Regions from separate parts of the Mus musculus genome. Here region 2 is linked to region 1. Evidence: chromatin contacts called from public promoter capture Hi-C data. All regions are on one chromosome and are shown on one strand. Each heading gives the region's core, a stretch centred on a gene start, on an enhancer-like site or on the middle of the called end of the contact. The rest is flanking DNA. Distances are from core to core; before and after follow the strand shown.

Region 1 (7,114 bases), core at 2,400-4,899:
AACTTTCAATTGTTTATACCTTTAAAAAAGAGTTATTTATTTATTTATATGAGTACACTGTCTTCAGACACACCAGAAGAGTTCATGGGATCCCATTACAGATGGTTCTGAGCCACCATGTGGTTTCTGGGATTTGAACTCAGAACCTTCGGAAGAGCAGTCAGTGCTCTTAACCGCTGAGACATCTCTCCAGCCCATGTTTCTAGCTTTTTTATATTGTCTATTTTTTATTTTATGTACATTGATGTTTTGCTTGCATGTGTGTCTCTGTGTTGATGGTGTCAGATTCCCCTGGAATTAAACTTGTTAGACAGTTGGGAGCTGCTATGTGGATGCTGGAAATTGAACCCAGGTCCTCTAGAAAGGCAGCCAGTCCACTTTACCCCTGAGCCATCTCTCCAGCCTTTTAAAGAAATGTTTCTGTGTCTCTCCCTGTGCAGGCGGTAAGAAAGTCGTGAACTACCTGATGGGGTGTCTGAGAACCAAGCTCTGGTCCTCTGGAAGAGCAGCAAACACTCCTATCCACTGAGCCGTGTCTCCAGCTTCCGGTTCTGGCATTCTACAGAGTCTAGGAAATGATTTGTTTTTTAAAGTGCATTTATTTAAGTGTGGAGGAGCACTGTGTTTGGGTGTGAGAGAAAAAATAAAGAAAAGGAAAGAAAAGGAAATGACTGCTCCTCAGTAAGGTAGAGGAGAAAGTTTACTATAGACACGAGGGAAAGTGTAGCCAGAGGCAGACACATTTCAGAGAATCCAGAATGGTCATGACCTTAAGCCTGGTGAGGACAGAGGAGAGGGGAAGGGAGAGGGAGGGGGCAGAGAGACAGGGAGAGAGGGGAGGGAAAGGGCAAGAGGAGAGAGGTGCAACAGCCAAGAGACCAAAGATACAAAAGGGGCGTGTAACCAAAATGTCTGGATTATATAAGACAGAGCCTCTGGGGGAGAACAGCTAAGCCTCTAGAAAAGGCTGGACAGTTGGGGGTGGGATGGGGTGGTGGGGTTCGGATGCTGGGAGAATCGGGAGGCCCGGTGTGCTTTGATATGTTAAATATGCACCTCAGCCATTTGTCCCGGGTTTGAAACATGGATGTGACAGGAAGCATTTGCGAACTCCAAAAGACCACCAAGGAGCCATTTTCAATGTAATAGCATTAGGATCGCTTCATTACAAGCTCTGGTTTGGACTCTCCTCCAACCCAACTCTGCTGCAGCAGGACGGGAAGGGAAGGCAGAGCAGCTGCAAACAGGTTTGCTGCAGGACAAGTTTGTATAGGAAAATAGCAGCCAATGAGGGGATGAGGGAAGGGGTGCCCAGTCTGGCAAGCCTTTAATAGAATGACTATAAGCTGACAGGTGGGTGCTCTGAAGCAAGAAGGCATACAATCACAAAGGGTCTGAAAGTACGTCTGAAACAAGCAGACTAATCTTTGCTTCACTGTTGCTAGGAAGTAGCTAGGGAGTGGCTCTGGCCAAGGAAAGCCTGGGGTCCTTCCTAGGACTTGGGTGCAGCTTGGATTTTGCTGCCTGTCAAGTTCTCAGGCTTCTTCTTCTCCTTCTTCTCCTCCTCCTCCTCCTCCTCCTTCTCTCTTTTCTTTTCTTTTCTTTTCTTTTCTTTTCTTATCTTTTCTTTTCTTTTCTTTCTTTTCTCTTCTCTTCTTTTCTTTTCTTTTCTTTTAAGATGGAGTAGGTTTGGCCTCTCACCGTAAGCATGTATGGAGGGCAGAAGACAATCTTCAAGAGATGGTTCTTTTGTTTCCATTATGTGAATCCAGGGGATCCAACTTGGTCCTCAGACTTGCTGGTCTCCAGACCCCAAAGACCTTAAATTACCAGCACATAAGCCACAAAATCATGATTATTGCTGGCACTGGACCTTAACATTGTTTTCAAATTTCTGTCTTTATCAACAACCAAAGATTAACTGGAGGTCATCTGAGTTAAGCCAACTTATTTCTGACCCTCGGTGTTTTCTGAAAGAGAACAGAAAAATGTCAAGGATTTTCTCAAGGGCAGTGAAGAATCTGTCCCGCAGCCGGGAACTGTCTGCACCTTTAGTCAGCTACAGCAGAAACTAACAAAAATGCCCTGGGGTGATGGAGAAGCAGCTGAAAATTCAGTGAAACTGACAACCAAAGTGCTTGGGTGTTTGTTTGGGAAACGGCTCTTTAAAATATGAAAAGAACCCAGAGAGTAGGTCTGAAGCTCACAGTGTAGACATACCATCTCTCCCAGCTGGGGCGGGCATACAGATGCAACTATGTTCACTTACCAGACTGAAAGGAGCAGAGAAATCGTGACCCGGCACTGACTCTTCCATCGGGCTGAGCATACATCACGCATCGACTATGCTTCAGAGCTTTCCTCAGTCGCTTTACTCGGGTCTACAAGACTCACAACGCTCTGTGGTGGTGGTGGTAGTGGCCTATGCCTTTAATCTCAACACTGCGGAGGCAGGGGGCAGGGATCCTGGTTTCTTGAGACGGGGTTTCTCTGTGTAGCCCTGGCTCCTGAAAACAGCTGGCCTCGCCTGCTCTACAGAGCGATTTTCAGGACACCCAGAGCTACACAGAGAAAACCTGTCTCAAGAAACCAAGATTCGGGGCTGGTGAGACGGCTCAACTGTTAGGAGCACTGACTGCTCTTCCAAAGGTCCTGAGTTCAAATCCCAGCAACCACATGGTGGCTCACAACCATCCGTAATGAGATCTGAGGCCCTCTTCGGGTGTGTCTGAAGACAACTACAGTGTACTTACATATAATAAATTAAAAAACAAAAAACAAAACAAAAAAAAAAAAAACAAGATTCACAGTTCAGACTGGAGAGATGGTTTAGTGTTTAAGAGCGGTTGCTACTCCCCCCAGAGAGCCCTTTACCTAACTTTCCTGTTAGTGGATTGTTTTGGTCACACACACACACACACACACACACACACACACACACACACACGCACACACACACACACACCACCGCCTAGTGCCTTCAGTGGTTCATTCATTCATTCATTCATTTTTGAAGCGGGGTCTCTTGTAGCCTACGGTGTCCTCAAAGATCTTGAACTCCTGAGCATCCTACCTCCCCCTCTGAGTGCTGGGAGTAACTTCTTGCGCCACCATGTCTGGTTTTATGCGCTGTTGGGTATCGAACCCATGCTAGATAAACTCTTTACCCTATATTTAAAAGTCCTGGCTGGCTTAGAACTCAGCCATCGCCAGGGGGAAACCTTACCCTTCCTTTAATCATAAGCCTGTAAAGTCGTCTCTTAAGTTTCCCGCTACCTCTTCCTGGGAATGCTAACACAGTGTGTGGAATAAAGTGGTCTTCCACCTGGAGAATACATTCCGTCTGCGCATGAATCCTGAATCAAGCGCGCTTCTCTAAACGTGTCCTGCGTGCTCGGGAGATAACTCCATGGGACAGAGCGGGTCAGGCACGTAACAGCGACTTCTAAGCTCCCTAGCCTCTTCTGAGATGCAGCCATTAAGCGACTGCTGGGGAGCACGGGACTGCAACTCTATTAGAGCTGGGTAAGGGGACCAAGGTGCTAACCACTAACTCGATCCCCTTCCCACATCCCCCGGGGCTGGGACGCACGGGATCTGGAGTCCCACCCGGGGCGGGGCGCTCCCTGGCTCCTCCCTCTGAGCCTGGGTTGCTTGATCCGCTGCTGAATCTGAGCGCATCTGGCGATGTATCTCCGCAGGGCTGTGTCCAAGACTCTGGCGCTGCCCCGGAGGGCGCCCCCGGGTCCCGCGCCGCTGGGGAAGGACGGTGAGTGTCCCACACTTCTCTACCCGTCCAGGCTGGGCACCAGCGCCCCGAACCCTGGGCCAGTGAAGGAACAGTGAGGGAGGGTCTCAGGCCAGCCCTCCGAATTTCTTGGAAACTTTGGGAATAAGGACCTTTTCCAGGATGGCCTCTGAATCCAAATTAGACTTCCTGGGTTCCAGTCTTGAATTCCTGATCTCCGGCAAGTAATGTTCCTTCATTTTTTTTAAGTGACTGTGGGTTATGATCAGTAGATATGGAGTGAAAAGAACCACTTCGAAGAGGGTTTGGCTTTCTCCTAGAGTTCCACGGTTTTCTATTCAATGAACCACTAGTTTCTCCGAAGAGGTGAAGGAACGGATAGGTAGGTGGACGTGGGGTGTTCACGTGTTCGCAGGTGGGCCCTAGAAGAAGTGTCGGTTCACTGATCCCTGGCGGTGATAAACCCCCGGCTTCTTGTGGCCCTGATCATCCCTTCGAAGTGAGGCCTCGGGGTACTCTTCTGATGTTGCTGACAAGCTTGCAGCTCCGTCAGCTTCGGATTAGGGAATGCGTGAGGAAATGCGCTCTTGGAAATTTTCTAAAGAAGCAGCATCCTGGACTATAAGAGCTTACAGGCTTTGGGCTGGTTTGCAGGTCCTCTCCTAGCTGCCCACCCTCTCTGTTCATCACTCACTGGGGCACAGATCTTGGACACTAGAAAGTTAATTATTCTGTACTTTGCCCCACTCCTTGGGGCATCGGAGGCAGCATCCAAAGCAAAGATTTGACTGAGAAAGACAGAAAAACGCCTGTGGAAATCCATGAGCCAGAGCGAGCTTTGCTTTGCTTTGCTTTGCTTTAAGCACTTGTTCACCCTGCTTTGATTAGGCCTGTGTTGGTGGTGGATGGTCTCAAGAAAGAGATCTAGTCACCTATTCTTTTAAATGATGCTTAAAAGAAGTCTTCCCACAAGTACTAGAACGCCTTTCCCCTCTGTATGTGTATACCTCATAAGAGAGCAACTTGCAGAAGTGAGGAGACGCCATTTATTTTAAACTGATTATAATGGGGACTGTTCTGGTGCTCAGATAAAGAAAGAGATGAGACTGACCTCATCCTCCACAGAAAACTCTCTCTCTCTCCCTCCCTCCCTCCCCCCCCCCTCTCTCTCCCTCCCTCCCTCCCTCTCTCTCTCTCTCCCTCTCTCTCTCCATCCCTCCCTCCCCCCCACTCCCCCACCCCATCTCTCCCACAAGCACAGGCTTAGAGGCATAGGCACGCACCCATCAGAACCTGCATGTGCTCTGAGGTCAGCTTGCAAGAGGCAGTGGGTACCAGAAACTGAACTAGGTCTTGAGGCTTGGCTGCAGCCCCCTGTACTCCCTTGAGTCCTGCATCGACATCATACTTTCTTACATCCTCTGCCTCCCACTCCTCCCATTAGATCAAAATAAGACATAAATGTGCAGTGAGTAGTCCTGGATGCAGGGGAACTGACCTTATTTTAATTTTCACCTTTTTTTTTTTTTTTTTTTTTTTTTTTTTTGTGGTACTAGGGATCGAATCTAAGGTCTATCTAAGGCCCCATAGGCAAGTCTACTTCTACTGAATAATTACTAATAATTTTCAAGACAGGGTTTCTCTGTGTAGCCCTGGCTGTCCTGAACTCACTCTGTAGACCAGGCTGGCCTCAAACTTAGAGATCCTCTTAACTCTGCCTCCCAATTGCTGGGATTAAAGGCCTGGGCCACCAATCTGGCATTGATTGGAATCTTAAATTTGTCTTCCTTTGTGGGTATTAACTGCTGTACTGTTGGTACTTCCTACTTTAGTAAAAAATAAATTTGTTTCAGTGTTTATTTTTTGAAAGGTGTGTTTTAACTATCATTAAGTTTTGTCCTTTTTGCTGTAAAATGTAACTTTTCTGGTTATTAAAAATGTAACTTTTTAATGAATAATTTAGATTTACAGTAGTTCACTGGGAAAATATCAGAAAGACAAAATATAACATATAAATTAATCTTCCAATTTAGTAAATATCATTATTTATGGTTAGCCTACTTGGTTTTAGGGATTTTTTTTTTCTTTGTTTTTGCCTTATAGAAACAAGGTCTCGCTATCCAGGCTGGTCTGAAACACTTATATTGCCCTGCCTTACTGTCCCAAGTCATGGGGTCAGAGGTGTGCACCAACACATTCAACAACTATAGGCCTCTCTCTCTCTCTCTCTCCCTCTCTCTCTCTCTCTCTCTCTCTCTCTCTCTCTCTCTGTCTGTCTCCTTTCTTTTTCTCTGTTAAAGAGGACCAGCCTCTTTTTAAAAATATTTATTTATTTATTTATTTATTTATTTCATGTATATGGGTACACTGTCTCTGTCTTCAGACACATCAGAAGAAGGCATCAGATCCCATTACAGATGGTTGTGAGCCACCATGTGGTTGCTGGGAATTGAACTGAGGACCTCTGGAAGAGCAGTCAGTGCTCTGAAACACTGAGCCAGCCCTTTTTCTTTCTTTCTCAAGCACATTTTCCTTAAGGACCTTGACCCATACATCTGAGCCCTTCTGCTGTAGGATGTATTGTTATGCATTTTCACATAATGTGTGGTTGCGTTTTATCATAGTCTGGAGAACAATTTAGAGCACTGGTTGCTCTTGCAGAAGATCCAGGTTCAGTTCCCAGTACCCACAAGATGGCTCAAACAGTCTGAAACTCCAGTACTAGAGAACCTAAAGCCTGTCTCTGACCTTCAAGGGCACCAGCCATGCATGTGTTACATATCGTACATGCAGGCAAAGCACTCATACACATAAAACTATAAAACAAATAAATCCAAAAAAAAGAATTGTTTTTCTCCAGCCAGGGCCACAAAGAAACCCTGTCTCAAGAAACAAAACAAACAAAAAATTAACTCCTATTATTCACATTGTATAAACCTACTAAGATATGTTTGATAAATTCCTATTGGATATTTCTCTTACTACTATTTTAAATAACTCAGCTGAAATTGTATTTTTTAAAAGATTTATTTATTTATTTATTTATTTATTTATTTATTTATTGTAAGTACACTGTAGCTGTCTTCAGACACCCTAGAAGAGGGTATCAGATCTCATTACAGATGGTTGTGAGCCATCATGCAGTTGCTGGGATTTGAACTCACGATCTTCAGAAGAGCAGTCAGCGCTCTTAACCTCTGAGCCATCTCTCCAGCCCCCTGAAATTGTATTTAAATCTACTTGTATTGTTGATAATTTCTTTATATCTTTCTGGAGCGTATGGGGTGTAGCTTGCTCAGCATGTAGGAACCTTGGATTTGATTCCTAGTATTAAAAAAAAAAATCTTGGATCAAATAAGAAATCTA
Region 2 (7,114 bases), core at 1,378-3,877, 800 kb before region 1:
AGCAAGAGGTTGAAATCCAAGAGAATTTTGGACATTTTCCTATAAGGGAGTTGGATGCTCTGGGTGTCAATGTATTTGGAAAAAACAGTGGTTTTGTTATTTGGCAGTTTTAGGATTTTGTTTTTTAAAGGGAAAGTGTGTGAGGCATGTAGAGATTGACTAGGTAGAAGGCTCCTGCGATGGGCCACACTCGAAGCCAAAAGAATGGAAGCAGGACTTGAGCACGGAATGAATAGAAAGAAACGTGAGGCATCTTTCTGAGTACAGACAGAACTCTGGAAGTGCTGAAGCTGAACTTGTAAGAAAGAGAGCGGGAAATCAAAGCTTGGCACCCCTTTTAATCTTGTAAGTAATCTTGGGGGGCGTGGTTCGAGACAGGGTTTCTCTGTGTAGCCCTGGCTGTCCTGGAACTCACTTTGTAGACCAGGTTGGCCTCGAACTCAGAAATCTCCCTGCCTCTGCCTCCTGAGTGCTGGAATTAAAGGCATGCGCCACCACTCCTGGCTCTAATCTTGTAAGTATTGATCATGGGGTGCACATACCTTCTGTAGACAGAGATGCTCTCTCTGTCTGGGCCTTGCCATAGCAATTATTCCCCCAGTGACATATCTACTTGATGGCTCTGTCTTCGTGCATCTCCAGGCACCTCCCCACAGCACCTTGATGTGAACTTTTGCCAAAGATGTGTCTGATTCACAGTTGGGAACACACAGGATCTGGTTAAAGTAAGGGGGGGAAAAGGGCCAGAGGCAGCATGTCAAATCTTGGCATGGTAGGCTCTCAGTGGGAATACTCTGGACTGAGCATTAAATGATAGGTAGGTAGATAGCTGATTGATAGATAGATAAATGATAGATGAGCAGTAGATAGATAGATAGATAGATAGATAGATAGATAGATGAATGAAAATAGATAGATACTTGATGAGTGATGAATAAATGATGATAGCTAAATGGCTGGCTGGATAGATAGATGATCAATGAGGGCTGGCAAGATGACTCTGCCACCCGATACAAGCCTGACAGCCTGAGTTTGGTCCTCAGAAACTGCATAGAAGTAGAAAGAAAGAATCCATTCCACAAAGTTTCATTTTGATCTTAATACCCATGCTGTGGCATACACATCCATCCACATATGAATAATAACAATATGAAAGTGATAGATGGTTATTTAGCTATATAAAATGTAATAGCTACTGATGGCTGCTGTAGCTAGGTAGATAGATATGATAGACAATCATACCAGGAGAAAATGGTCAACACCTACAATTATTATTTTCCCAAATATATAAAATGGAGGGAAGAAGCTGGGGAGATGGCTCAGTCAGTAATCCGACTGACTCCAGATTCCCAGCAGTCACAGAAAAGGCTTAAGCCAGTGCTATAAGCTCTGTAAACCCAGCGCTGACAGTATGGAGACAGGATAGTCCCAGGGGCTTGCTAGCTAGACAGCAGAACCAAAGGGTAAACTGCAGGCTTAACGAGAGAACTTGCCTTAAAGAAAAATAAGGTGAAGTGATTGAGGAAGACAATAGACACTAATCTCCTACACACACACACACACACACACACACACACACACACACACACACAAGGAAACAGTCACAGGGAACTCTGGACAAAGTTTGAAATACATTCCGTTGCTTTCAGTCCTCACAGTGGACTTATGGGAAGAAGACAAGAGCAGAGAGGTTCATGACTGGCCTGTATTTACGCTGCCCAGGTTCCCTACGGCTGAGAGATTTCTCAGATGACTCTCCTCCTCTTGAAACCCAAAAAAAGCAATGCAGAGGAGGGAGAGGAACCCAGATGAGCTGACTCTTCCCTAGGCTAGCAGCTTCTCCCACAAACATTTGCACAAAGCCTATGTGCAGCTAAGTGAAAATCCTTTCCTGGCCTTCCAGAGGGACCTTGATCCAAGCAAAGTGAAAATAAATCTGCTAAGCTTCAGACATGCCCACTGTCCCCATCTCGGCAAAAAAGCATCTGTATTGACAAAAAGCAAAAAAATTTAACCTTGTTACTGGGCTAAGCACAATTTATGCAAGTGATGAAAAGAGGCCTATGAGATATCAGATAGAAGGATAAACTCTTTTCCCTTAGTGGCCATTAGAACACCGCCCGTTTGATAAAGCCACCTGTGGCTGCTAGGGTCTAGGCTGAAGGCGCTAATTTCCTGTCTGCCATACTCTGCGACTTGTAGATATTGAGAACAAAAAAATGTCATAAATGTGTGGAAGATGTCACTATTGTTTTGTATTCCCACTGGGTGGATCCCACGTTGTGAGAGTTTATAGGGGCAGAAGCCCACAGTTGAGTTTAGCTGGAAAATGACAGAACAGGAGCGAGTAGTGACATGCCCAGATCCTTAGATACCACTGAGCAAGCCCCAGTGTGGAATGCTCACAGGGTGGGTGATTTTAGGCAGAGGACACACCCAGTTGCCTAAGGTGCCGCAGCTGCCCGCAACTGCTTGATTGCCTGACTCTGGCGATTGCTTTCGGGGCGGGGTTAGAAGCAGACCTCCCGTCCACCTTTCAGTGGGGTCTGACGTCATGGTGAGTCATCTGCTCCACTACAAAGTCGGGAATCCGAGGGGGCAGTCAAGATGGTCTAAGGAGAAACAGCTGGGGCTCATTGGCCTGTCGCAGACAGGAAGTTAGCACCTCCAGTCTCTGCCCCAGGAGCCACAGTTGGCTTTATCAAACAGGAAGAGACAAGATTAGAATACGGTGGGGCTGAAAAATACAGTCTAGACTGATTGTCCCTGAAGAGTTGTCATCCACACGAGCTTCTGAAAGCCAATTCACAGGAAGGTATCCCAACCCAAGGTGCCAAGTGAGCCCACTGTGCAGGTGTCAGCCACACAGTTGCCATTGGGAAGTAGGAAAACACCAGCTCTGAGCTATGTGGAAGCATGAGTATTGGTCCTGGATGGATGTGACAACTACTGGGGACACTAAGGGTAGGTACCGTCCTTATCTGGCATCAGCCAAGGATGTGGAGATGCAGGATGTGATGTAGAGAGCTACCTCAGTTAGTCTTTGCTTTCAGCAAAATAAGTATCATGTCCCTGGACCTGCAGGTAGTCCACACAGAAGTGAAAGAATTGGGTCTAGTGCATCTGTGGGCAAGGTAAAGCACACCAGGTGGAGGCGCTATGGAGACAGACTCCAAGCTCGCACTTGTAAAGTACCAGGAATCAGAACTGCCTAGGGAAGACAGCCGGATACCAGCAGAACTGGACTTCCTGGTCATGACTGCTGGATCTGACCAAGAGAGTTCTTCGGTTGCTGAATTCCATATTTAAATTTAGCCTGCAAATGAAAAAAAAAAAGCAGCTTTTTACAACTCTAAATAAACTTTCTACTACTGAGAATGGTGATTGAAGCAAAAGTAAAAATAGCTGCTCACACCACGATTTGAGGAAATCTAAATCTGAAACGATCGTGTTTTTTTTTTTTTTTTCCTTATTTGCATGCTACCAAATAAGGACATCGGGGAAGCAATGAGTCACCAAGATTCTAGCATTTACCAGACTGCAACATGAGGGGAACGCATTCCCTAGGATGAGCTCTGTGATTGGCTTTCCCCTCATCCCCGATGTGGACCCTTATACACCTACCTGAAAAAATCGGTCCTGATTTCTTTTCCTAATTCTTATGGCAGTGTTTCAGTGAGTAATATTCATGCTTCAGACTGTCGAACCTGTGGAAATAATGTCCCACATCTGAGGAACAGCTCAACCCTTTCACAGATTTTTCCAACCTCTGTTATCTCGGTCGATCACACTCGATGTGCGCGGAATCTCCAAGGCAGAGCATGCGGCTGTCACCTAGGACATCACTGAACTGTGGATCTTTTTTGCAGAGACGGGTGACTCACCATCCAGGAGGGGGTGGAGGGAGGATGACACAAAGGAAAACGAGATTTAGAGATCTGAGCTCTCTGTTACCGTGTCACATGGTCCCTGCATAAACCAATGTTCTACAAGTGCGGAAGCCCAGCCGAAAGGTTCGGGCACGGCCTGCCCACCCAGTGTTTCCTTCTCCAGCTCTTAGAAGACAGTTTAAAGAGAGCTCCGGAATGTTCTGGTCTTTTGTTTGGAAATTTCGCCTGCTTGTTGACTAGTTGTCTGTGGACCGTGGGGTGGGTCTGTTTGCTTTAAACAGGCTGAACGATGTGTAAGGCATGCCGGCTGCTTTTGTGCCTGGCTTATTTGAAACTGTTTTAGTGTGACACTGGAGGACTTTAAAGGCAACTGTAGCTGTGGTGGGATGTTCTTGCAAGTTGGTACAAGAAAAAAATGTGTCTATTTCTTAGCACATGATCAGTGGTCTGCATCTCCCCTATAATTAATAATAAAAATAATAATAATATCACAGGGTCTTGCAAAGAAATTTGAATTACTGAAGTTTTTTTGGGGGGGAGCCACTTGCCCCCTTTATCAGAAGACTGCCAAACATAGTCCCAAAGATGGAAGACATTCCTTGTTCTTATATCACAGGAGTTCAAACCCTGTATCACAAGAGAAATGGTTTCTGGAGAGTTATGGAGAGCTACAGTCAGTTTTGCATATTATCATAACAAAAAATAACCAATAAAGATACTGCCCCCTTCATTGTATAAAGGAGAAATAAATGAAGGAATTGCCACTGAGCTAGGAAGCCTGTCCGTCCCACCCCCTCAGTTTTCACCCATCTTCCTGCAAGGAAGCTCAATGGCTGCCAGAAAGGAAGAGACCATGGCTGTGAACTGGTCAGGCCAGAGGTTGCTGGGCATCAAAACGGCAAGAGGCAGGTCACAAAGACCAGGATGGGCAAAGCAGATCTTGTCCTGCCTTTATCTCTAATTAGTTGTGTGGCTTTGGATAAGCATTTCACCTCTCTCATCTGTCAAATGACAGGCTGGGACTAAGTTCTCCAATGTCTCCAACAGCTCTGGTAGGATAGCGGTGTGTGTGTGTGTGTGTTGGATTAGATTATTTTATTAAGGATCCATATGAAGGCTGTGAAGAAAAGCTGACTGTTTCTGCAAGCTGCAAAAGAGCAGACTCTGGAGGAGCTATGAAATGATCCACAAGGAATCCCTGCGGTGGGTTGAAAAACTATAGAATTATGGAATTGTGTGTAACACACAATCTGAGTGAGGCTCTCTGAGGCCATACAAAATGGGACACGCTAAAGCAAAGAACCCAGGCTTTTGAAGCCAGCCTATGCCCCTACTCCAGTCTCTCCCCATGATAATGCAGCACCGTGTGCTCACAATTAAATGTCAGCCACGGAAAACATTTCCCTTGGCTTTGTTGTTCCAGGACCGGATTCTTTTGTCCTCCATATAATGGATATGCAGAAACAATGACAGAACAGAGATTTTTTTTCTTTTCTAAAGCGATGACAAACACAGTGCTCCTTCCTCCCTCCCTCCTTTCCTCCCTCCTTTCTCCTTGTCCCCACCCCCTAAAATAAATCATTGTTCAGGAAAAAAAAAAAAATCCCATTGTCTATTGTCCACGGAGATCAAGATCTGCCTAGGAACAGTTCAGGCAGACGCTGCAGTGTTCCTAGATGGCCGGTAGGTGGCGCACGAAGGCAGTGCTGGCGGAAGCGCGGCCGGTGGCAAGGACGGGGTTGTCGCCTCCCGCAGCCGCCGCCCCCCCCCCCGCCCCCGGCCGCCCCCCTCCTTGCGTGCTAATTGCTGGAACCTCCACTGGGACTTAGGTCCCGGAGAAAGAGAGCGGGAAGGAGGCGGGGAAGGGAAGTGGGGGCTCTGGCTCCAAACACACAAAGCCTCTAGGGCCTCGGCGGCCCTGGGCAGGGCGCCCTCCCTCTGGTCTCTGTCCCCGGGAAGAGCTGCTGCATCCTTGGCTCCCGCCATAGGAGAACCGCGACCCTAGTGTGGGAGTCCCACACACCTCTGACCCCAGCCTCCCACGGGGCTTGGAGACCTGCCTCTGAGCAGCAGGAGGCTCCCAAGTAGACATCTGTCCCCGGCATCCACGCGTGTCCACCCCCAGGAGGAGTCACTGAGGACCTTGTCCCCTCTTCGTCGCTGGCCTGTGCTGGCACCTGGAGTCTAGATGTCTTACCTAGCCTCCAGCCTCTGCAGGAGAACCTGGTGTGAAGGTGTATAGGCAGGTGGGAGCTTTGTGACCTTGAATTTATTAATACCGTCCCCCGACTCCCCACCCTGCTCCCCAACCCTTCACCTCACCAGCCTATCAGTCACAGGCTGTGATACTTAGCCTTCTGAGTCTTGATTATTTATTTTAAGATAGTGCTTCACTTGGGGGCGTGGGGGTTGCAGACAGCACAAACAACTGTCTACAATCCTTAGGACAGACCTGGCATCGCTAGCACCAAGTTAGAAGGGAAAGGGGCACAACTGGATGTGCAAGTAAATGGCCATCAAGATGTCTGAGCTCCCATCTTTGGCTTTGCCAAAGCTGTGAGAGACCTCCTTCCTCTATTTGGAATTTATCCTCTTGTGATTTATACCCAGTCTCTGTTGCGACTCTCTGAGACAGGAGTGTATACCATTAGCTTTGGAGTCAGGCTTGCCAAGTTGAAGTCCTGGCTCCCCCATTTAGTAGCTGGTTAAACTTCATGGTTAGAATTGGACTACCTTACAGACAACAATGGAAGTTCGCTGAGATATCCACGGACATACCGGAGGTGAATCGAGCAATTGCTGACAGCAGCTTCTCTCATTTGAGTCAGAAAGGTCATTTCCCTTCCAGGAAGAGAACAGTAGTCCTGCGAGGCCACATTTCCCCCACAGGATTCCCAGCTATCACCCCAAACACTTTTGTTTGTTTGTTTGTTCTTGTTTTTTTGTTTTTTGTTTTCCAAGACGGGGTTTTTCTGTGTAGCCCTGACTGTCCTGGAACTCACTTTGTAGACCAGGCTGGCCTCCAACTCAGATATCCTCCTGCCTCTGCCTCCGGAGTACTGGGATTAAAGGCGTGTACCACGACACCCTGTCACCCCAAACACTTAAGGAGGCTTCTTAACTCTTGCTGGCCACCAGATGACTAGAGCCATACTCTAGTAGAAAAGAGCTTTGTAGGAGTGGGACTGGATTTAAAACTGTATTCTAAGCGCTGGTCTGTGCCT

Evidence for each region. Promoter capture Hi-C pulls out the DNA fragments that hold promoters and counts their contacts.
Region 2: a contact with region 1 is called in a promoter capture Hi-C map of pre-B cells, with 4 times the contacts expected there. The contact joins the enhancer-like site here to the promoter of Mgarp in region 1. A contact is called at or near these places in 4 of 39 promoter capture datasets (the C10 cell line, hippocampal neurons, liver and 1 more) and 6 of 115 datasets of contacts at active chromatin or transcription factors (the 230-238 cell line, acute myeloid leukemia, large pre-B cells and 3 more).

What each region holds. Positions count from the first base shown.
Region 1 is chr3:51,393,082-51,400,195 of GRCm38.p6, reverse strand. Mgarp (mitochondria localized glutamic acid rich protein) reads left to right here and starts at 3,649. Exons shown (of 4, transcript NM_026358.3): 1 at 3,649-3,769. The coding sequence starts at 3,688.
Region 2 is chr3:52,194,989-52,202,102 of GRCm38.p6, reverse strand. No RefSeq gene overlaps it. Among named protein-coding and RNA genes, the nearest start is that of Gm30074, 18 kb to the right of the region's middle. Within about 2 kb of position 2,627, at least 208 of the 459 cell types and tissues checked have an H3K27ac peak or open chromatin away from gene starts, as enhancers often do. A contact at or near this core is called in the 230-238 cell line, hippocampal neurons, liver and 3 more, where this site is marked.